2 separate regions of the Gossypium hirsutum genome follow, and region 2 is linked to region 1. Evidence: chromatin contacts called from public Hi-C data. All regions are on one chromosome and are shown on one strand. Each heading gives the region's core, a stretch centred on a gene start, on an enhancer-like site or on the middle of the called end of the contact. The rest is flanking DNA. Distances are from core to core; before and after follow the strand shown. Region 1 holds the start of LOC121224096. Region 2 holds the start of LOC107925120 (F-box protein At5g67140).

Evidence for each region. Hi-C and Micro-C count contacts between places; a contact is called where the count stands out from the background.
Region 2: a contact with region 1 is called in a Hi-C map of leaf, with 4 times the contacts expected there. The contact joins the promoter of LOC107925120 here to the promoter of LOC121224096 in region 1. A contact is called at or near these places in 4 of 34 Hi-C or Micro-C datasets (all in leaf).

What each region holds. Positions count from the first base shown.
Region 1 is chrD12:30,300,738-30,305,263 of Gossypium_hirsutum_v2.1, reverse strand. LOC121224096 reads right to left here and starts at 1,881. Exons shown (of 7, transcript XR_005921586.1): 1 at 1,558-1,881; 2 at 1,380-1,478; 3 at 1,146-1,298.
Region 2 is chrD12:30,704,840-30,709,365 of Gossypium_hirsutum_v2.1, reverse strand. LOC107925120 (F-box protein At5g67140) reads left to right here and starts at 2,357. Exons shown (of 5, transcript XM_016855694.2): 1 at 2,357-2,713; 2 at 2,816-2,962; 3 at 3,035-3,170; 4 at 3,254-3,352; 5 at 3,441-3,739. The coding sequence starts at 2,625. The coding sequence ends at 3,656. It also overlaps the pseudogene LOC121224493.

The DNA of each region.
Region 1 (4,526 bases), core at 632-3,131:
AAAAGGCCTGCGTTGAGTGCACTGAAGCAAAAAGCATCAGTGAGCAACTGGAAGTGTAACACAGTGAGAATCAATTCAGTGGGCAACTGCAGGTATTATCCAAACACCTCATCAGTGAGATTGAATTAAAAAAGTGGTTCAAACACATTGAAAGGAAGCCTTAATCTTAGAAAATATTAAAAATCTATTCAAAAGTAAAAGGTTATTCTAATATTATTAAATATATGTGTATATATATATAAAATACAAGAATTGAAGCTTTCAAGATTTAAGAAAACCAAGTGAACGTTGAATGAAGGAGAAAATTTTTATTATTCTTCCATCATCTTTTTATTTTAATTTGTTTTATAACTTTGAATAATATCATTTTTACTACACCTAGCGTGATATTTACTTTCGTGTATTTGACATGGCTTTATAATCTTTTAGTTGTGCCTTTTCAAGCGTGATTTTTGAGAAAATCCTTCTTTTTGGGATTAAACATGAAACCTAATTTGTTCATCTTTTATCAAAATTTGAGGTTTCAAAAAGTTTAAATTCTACTATTTTTCAAATTTTAAACAATAAATGCATTATTATATGTGATTGTAATTTGCTTCAAAATTGAAATTTTAATCTTTAAAAATATATAAATTTAAAATGAGAGACTAAACCTAGCATAATTGAATTTAACCAACTAATTTTATTTGTTATTGTTTGGGTAGAGACTAAAATTATTGTTTTTTGAATTACTCTAATTATTAAAAAATATATTTGTAAATCTTTTTAAATTACATTCTTACTAGTTCGAATTTCAAATTTGCAGGAACGGAAAACTATGCCTAAAGTTGCCATGTGTAAAGCAAGTCAGCTCATGAAGAAATTGCTTGGGGATTTTAATTTTTACCTTTACATTAAGCAAAGAACAAGGTAGAAAAAGTGAACACAATGTTTAAACCATTACAAACCATATCCAATTTCTGTGTTATTCCAGGACCACAACATTTACTATAACATAAGCAAAGTTGGTCAACATCACGTGTTGATCTAACAACCCTCACTTCGATTCGGTTTGGATGAAACAAAGACCTGATCATATGCACATCATTAAACAGATGGCCCTTTTAATTCTTTCTATTTGATAGAATTAAGCCCTAAATGAATACCTGATCATCTTCCAGGGTCGGAATCCAGTCATTAGTTGCTGGGTTGCTTTTGAAGATAGGCTTGCTGATTGCATCCTGCCCACTTTCCAGTTGAATATCATATCCATTTCCTTCACCTCCTTCTTTCATCACTCTTATGAACCCACTTCCTGTCTGTCATCCATAACCAAAAAACAAAACCCAATGAGAAATAAAATCACAAAGACACTGCAGTGTTCAGACAAAAACAACAACCGTGTGATGCTGTTTGTCAATGGAATTCATCTCCCTGTAATACTGTGTCTCCACAAACTCCTCTTGTTCCACTGTAGCTCCCCCCTCTGAGATCTTCGCCTATGAAAGCAAAACAAAGAGCTGACCCCAAAACTTGAAAGACAAAGATGAGGGGGTACAAGGTTAAGGAATTGCGTACCTGAGATTGAGATTGAAGGGACCGTAACTTGTCAAGCTCGGGTATGTTTTGGTCCACATCTGAAGGGGGATTGGAGGATGTCAAATCCGGTTCACTCCGGTTGGGTTTGGTGGGTCGTTTTGGGACCATCGAATCGAACTGAGCTCTGACCTGGTTGGTGATTCGTTGTTGTTGATCCGAGTCCAAAACTTCATCGCTCCGGCTTGGTTTAGTCGCCGTCCATTGACCCACCATCTTGATCTTTAATTATGTTTACTGCTGAGGTTATTGATTGAATGAGAATGAGACTCTTGGTGGTGGAAAGGGTCAGCAACCTAATTAATATAGAGTGAATATAAAAATCGAAACTATGGGCTATAAATACCAGGTACATCTTTCTTACTAGATCAGGCCGAATGTTTAAATTTACCTTTTCTTTTGTAATATCATTTTCATTTGAAAATTAAAAATTTTAAGCAAACGACACCTCATCTTGACAATTGTGAAGGATCTCTTTGATCCTAAACTCTTCTTCAATTTCATCGGTCAAAGCTTCAGCTTCTCCATAGCTATAATTTAAAATTTGTTGAAAAGAGAGAGAGATTGAGGATTTTCATGAGATGAGATTGTGTTTTGTTGTAAATATATATATAATAATTTTAAAAAATATATAAAAATAAAAATATTTATGTATTTATATATTAATTTTTTTAAGAATTAGGATCAAAATGATTAATTGTAATTTTGAGAGTTATGTTTTTAAAATTATGATTAAATCAATATAATAAGTAAAAGTTAATAACTAAATTTGTTATCATATCGATTTTATAACTGTTACGTCATCCTCCAATTTGGTACTTAATGGAAATGGTTCAAAAAAAAACCCGATTAGTTGAGTGACCAATTTAAAAAAACAATTATAGTTAAGTGACAAAAAAAGAAACGTACCCATAGTTGGGTGACCTATAGTGTAGTTTACCCAAAATTTTATAAAATTTCCAGGTGATGACATAATACAAACTTAGAATGTTACATACAATGTTCTAATAGCCGAACCTGTAGTTGAATTAGTCTGACCGTTGGTTCTCGATCCAACCAGTTTGATCGGTTCAACTACTAGACTAAAAATACTTAAATAAATAATTAAAAATTCATAATTTTTTTTAAAAAAATTATTAAACTGGTTCAACCTGTTCAACTACTAGTTTTCGTCCTAATTTTCAATTTTACCAGTTCTGAGCAATTTCTGATTCAATCAATTCAACCTATTTGTTTGGACCAATATAGGGATCGGTTCTCGGTTTAATCGATCCGACCGATCAATCCAGTCATGTTCCAAGAACACTAGTCACATCATCAAATCTTGATGGAATCCAAGTCTAATAGCCGAACCTGTAGTTGAATTAGTCTGACCGTTGGTTCTCGATCCAACCAGTTTGATCGGTTCAACTACTAGACTAAAAATACTTAAATAAATAATTAAAAATTCATAATTTTTTTTAAAAAAATTATTAAACTGGTTCAACCTGTTCAACTACTAGTTTTCGTCCTAATTTTCAATTTTACCAGTTCTGAGCAATTTCTGATTCAATCAATTCAACCTATTTGTTTGGACCAATATAGGGATCGGTTCTCGGTTTAATCGATCCGACCGATCAATCCAGTCATGTTCCAAGAACACTAGTCACATCATCAAATCTTGATGGAATCCAAGTCCATTTAACATAATGAATCTAATTGTCAAGTTTAGGGGCAAATAATTATATTATCCTTTTTTTTAATTTGTTCAACAAATCAACTTATATTCAAGTTTGACATTTTTAATATGCTATTTGTGTTCTTTTATTCATTGTGGTACTTGTATTTTTCAAAAGTTATATATTTAATATTCAAAGATAACGGTGTTAATATTTTACTGGTCAATTGAGTTTTAAGATTAATTTGATGAAAAATAATTGTTAATATTATTATGTTTGATTTTCATGATTTTGTTAATAGAATAAATTAAGTGTTAATTGTGAATTTGTTTATTTTGTTGAATATAATATGATTACCATAACTTTTCAAGTTTCAGGGTAGATTTGATGAAAACTAATTGCTAATATTATATTAGTTAATTATGAATTTTCATTACATCAACCCTAAAGCTCGAATTAAACACTAAAAGGTTAACGTTGTTATTTTCAAGTATCAAAATGTATAACTTACGCGAAATACATGCACCACATTGGACCAAAAAACACATATACCACATTAGAAAAAAAAATTATCAAACTCAGATACCAAATGATATTAAACATTTTGAATTTAATAGAGCATTTTAACCATTTTCTTAGAAATATATATATTTAATAAAAATATTAAACATATAGGTCACATTTTAAATACAAAAAAAACCCTCATTAAATAATTAAAAGAAAACATTTAAGTCTCTAAACAAAAATCGTAATCAATTGAGTCCTTAATCAAAAGTAAAAAATCAATCAAGCCCTTGAAATTTAGTATTTTTTGAAAACCTTTACCGAACCATTACTTATCACCTCTCCTCAATCTATTCTTATCAACTCCTTTCGCATCACCTCTCCTCAACTAAAATCATTACTCATCACTCACTTTATGTAACAGCCCGTTTTCAGTGGAATCAGAACAATGATTTTGAGATCACAAATCTGAGGCTGAAGGAAAATTTATTTTAATATTATTTTTTAGTCTACAGTATGATAGAAATACCGTATGAAAATTCCGATAAGAAATTTTACTGATTTCATGTTTAATTTCATAAAAAGAACCAAATTGCATAAAGTGAAAAAGTTGAATTCTAGTATCTAAAGGTACCAAATAGCTATGAAATTCAAAATTGGAGGTCCTTATATGGCAAATAGACCATTTAGTGGAGTTATTATCAAATACTTTCCTTTTTAGTTTTCTCTTTTGTAAACTTTTCCTTTTGTAATAAAGAGTCTGTAAATCCTTCCGCTCATACTCTAAAA
Region 2 (4,526 bases), core at 1,108-3,607, 400 kb before region 1:
CTTTATTTCCATATAGATTTGTTACCTAACTTCAATAGAGATCAGCTCTTTGACATGACTATTTGATTCCCTTTTTTAGGATTGGGTCTCTTTCTGTATCCCTTGTCTACGAACTCATTAAGTTATTTGGCTAAATGAATCAACACCCTCACTTACTTGGTGGACTCGCTGCACCAACCATATAGGTTAGGTACTACTTGTTGACTCACCTACTATACTCAATATTACATTCCTCGCTCAACCGCCAGCGAACTAAAATGACGGATACCCCTTTCCTGGATTAAGGTACCATTCCTATTCCTTCTACTTTGATAAGATCACATATATATACACAAAAATCTCTCTCTTCGTCACAAATTGGCAGAATCCCTTATTATCAATCTTACCTGCATTCTCGGATACTTTTACCAGCTATTCTCCTATTCATAGCTTGGCGGATTCTCTTACCATATCGATTATTCATGTTCCCAGACGACCGTACCTGTCCAACCGTACTACTCTCCGCACGAGTCTTACCATGATCTCCTATTTTTCCTTGCTCAATAGCTTCCTGGTTCATTAACCTGGCAAACTTTATTTGACACCATAGCCCAACTATGGTATTACACAATGTATCCTTATGTTTAACGTCCTAACGGGCTCTATTGGTTGTCATAGTTGAGCTATGATAGTATTTGAGGAAATAAGGCTAAAAGATTAAAGGAAGAGAAAGATGAGTGGATGAAAGAAGAAAGCCTTGGTCGGAGATAGTGGCTAATGTCGAAAAAACAAGACTCGTCGATATTACAAAATATGAGAGAAAAGTACAATAACCACAAGAGCTTTTACGTATACATTAGGTTATGTTGAGTACATAAGATAATGAGAATGGTATGGATGAGGGTAGTGGCAGAGCCAAAAAGGGGTTGACAAGGGCCCTGGCCCCCCTAAAATGGAAAATTTTCTATTTAGGCCCTTTATAATTTATAAAATTTTAAATTAGTAATGTAAAATTGTACTTTGGCCCCCAAAAATAATAAAAAAATAATTTAATCCTTTAAAAATTATAAAGATATAGACTATTAAAATGATGAAATTACATTTTTACTATTGTAAAAATATACAATTTAATTTCGTCCCCCAAAAAATTTCTAACTCCACCACTGGACGAGGGTGATTTATTTGGTTGTAGTAATTGCTATGGGACATGTCCATAATACTTAAATAAGGTCCTTTGGCGGCTACCAAAAACCATATTTGTAGGCATTCCCGTTTAAGTTTGTGTGTAGAAAAAAGATTGAGGTTCACATGATATGGTGTAGGTGTTGGATGAATCATTTTTATATTTATAATTAGTTATATTAAGAAAATTTATTTAATACATCATTAGTGGAGTCATGTAGGGTTTGATAAATATATTATAGAGAATAGAGTGTAATAAAAATAAAAAAATTAATTATATAAATATATATATATATGACACTTATGGCACTTTAAATTCGCTTGTGAAATCTAAAAAATTTTATTGACGGTATATCAAATAATTATCCTTATATTAAATTTATAAAAATATTTTAATTTCTAATTTCTCTTTTTATATATATATAAATAAATGCAGAAAATACATAAGATTGTTATTATAATTTAAATTGATATTCTAATAAAAAGTTATAAAAATATTGAAATGATTTATATTTATATTTTGATAATACTTTTTTATTTTTTAAACAATAAACTGAAACACACTTTTTTTTTCTTCTTATACTTTCTTTTTTATTTGTTTAAAAATAAATATAAAAAACAGGTCATGCGGTAAAATGGATAGCGTATTTAACAAACCTTTTAAACAAATTTTATATTTATATAATATTTATTATTAATTAATTCATATTATTTTATTATTTATTATATATATAGAGAGAATTTTAAATATGAAAAAAAGCCTAAATTAACTCCTAAAGTTAATTTATTTTTCCAAAAAGAAAATCCTAAAATAAAATTAGAAAAGGAAAAAGAAGCCGATTAGACAAGAAAGGGATGAGGCGGCCCAGGCCATGTGGGAATTACAAAGACATAGGTTAAATGACAGCTAATATGAGAACATAGCCAAGCAAAGGCGCCATCACCAAAGAAATGATATTTGGTTGGTTTAAATATGCTCCCAGTCTCTATATTTTTCACACTTTGGAAATTAGTCCCTTTTTATTTCGAGAAATTTGGTCCTCTACTTGTCTGATTTAAAATCAAAGGTTAATTGATAATTCAACAGTACCAATTAGACCTTGATTTCTAAATAAAAATTAAAGGGGTTGAATTTTTAAAGTTAAAAATGGAGAGACTAAATTTCAAAAGTTCAAAAAAGTATTAAGGATAGAATAGAATTAGACCTATTATTTTTGTCAATCTCTAAAAAGTCCCTACGGTTGAATCCAAATTCCGAATCAAAGAATTAAAATATCATTACCCTCACGATAGATTCATGAAATTATGACATAACAATGACCACATGTTTTTGGGTTATGTCGATCGTATGTATTAAAGTGCCATGTAACTTTCAACTCCCCTTTGTCAGCTTCATTTTAAACTAGTACGAAACCTTAAAAGGAAAATTCCCCAAAAAACAAAAACTGTGTTGTGTAAAGAGAATGGAGGAGGAGGCAGAAATTGATCGGTTGCCGATAGACTTGTTGGCTCATATACTGGTGATGATCACTTCTTTCACCGATTTAGCCCAGTAAGTTTTTGCCTTTTTCCTTTATTTATTATGTTTTGGTGGTAATAGATAGTTATGGATCGGATGGCTTAACTTGATTATGTTATTGTTGTAATATGGTAGGGCAAGTGGGGTTTGTAGGAAATGGAAACAAGGGGTGAAACAGGCTCTGGCTAGAAGACACACCCTGAGTTTTGCTGGTTGTAAAATGGACGATGAGTCCACTTCTCGTCTCGTTCGTCATGCTTATAGCCTCGAAGAACTCGACATGTAATCATTTCTTCCCTGCAACTTTTTTTACAGACAGGCTCCCCCTGTTTCTGAGTCTGCTTTTAATTACAGTTCAAGGAGTCGTTGGGGTTGCCAAATAACTGACAATGGACTATACCAAATCTCATTAGCAAAGTGTGTTAGCAACTTGACATCAGTTTCCCTTTGGGGTATGACAGGGATCACTGATAAAGGTGTTGTTCAATTGGTAAGCCAAAACCCTTTTTTTTTTCCTTGTTTATTTACTCAATCTCCTTAACTTGAATATGATGAAGTTGATTTTCTTAACAGATAACCAGAGCCAATTCCTTGAAACACCTGAATATTGGTGGTACATTTATCACCGATGAATCCTTATCCGCCATTGCCCATAGCTGTCCACATTTAAAGGTGAGTTACCTGTTAGATCGCCCTTTGCTTTTTCCAGAAAATTTGATTGAGATACTGAGTTTTTTCTTCTCTCATTATCTAATCTCAGAGCATCGTGCTATGGAGTTGCCGTCATGTTACAGAAAGTGGGCTGTTTGTTCTTGTCAATAAATGTCGTAAACTAGGGTCGATCAATGTGTGGGGAACTAGAGTTTCCTTAGACTGTTTCATTGGTTTGCTTACTATCCGACCAGCTCTTCAAATAAAACCACAAGGTTTGCCATTAAACGTCGGAGCAGTCGCCACCATGTTACCTGTTGTTTAAGGTGTTCATCCTTCTAGGGATTTCGATTATTGTCATATGAATTTGTTGATTCAATAAATTGAACAGAAGAATCTCTCAAGAAATCTCTTGATTGTGTAATCAAATTCTATGACTCTAACACGCATTCCTCGATAAGCCAGGACCCAAAATTTTACATAGCAACATATATTATAAGCCCTCCTAAAGGTGTAGATGACTCGATTTTATCCTGAAAACTATCTATTCTAGAAAAATAATGAAATTATCCATGGAAATAAAAACAAGGCAATAATAAAGTGATTAGGATGATAGACTGTTGAAGTGGATGTTGAGAGCTGAACAGGTCCGGAAAAGCTTCCGACAGAATTTGTCATTGGGCTCGGTGTAGGCATTGAAATGTTCTTACAAGATCCAAAGGGTGCCCCAGCCTACATGAGAACAAAACAGAGATTTCAACAAATTTCAGCTTTAAATGAAACAAACAATAACCATGCATGGGGAAGAAGGGTTGTGGCCAATGCGGACAAACCTGGCAGGCTGCAATGGTATTACATCCACATAATCTCTGACCATTCATGCTATCCAGATCATAAAAAACACCACCTCCATCGCTCCTCTGCATGATTTATGTGGTGTTATGGTTAGTGCTCTGCATATTTTAGAAAAAAATAAATTTACAGATATAAGTTACGACTTAATACCAAGTAAAAGTTGACCGCCAAAAAGTTGGGCATCATACTCCCAGCTGCTTTGTAGCAAGTGCGGATCATGTCAGCAAGTGGTGCCGAATGCTCTTTGCAAGCTTCATCTTCAATTGGGTAAGTTGGAAAGTAATTCATAAGGAAAAGAGAGGCAGTTTTCGAGTTAAACGGCTGTGATTCTTTTCTGTTG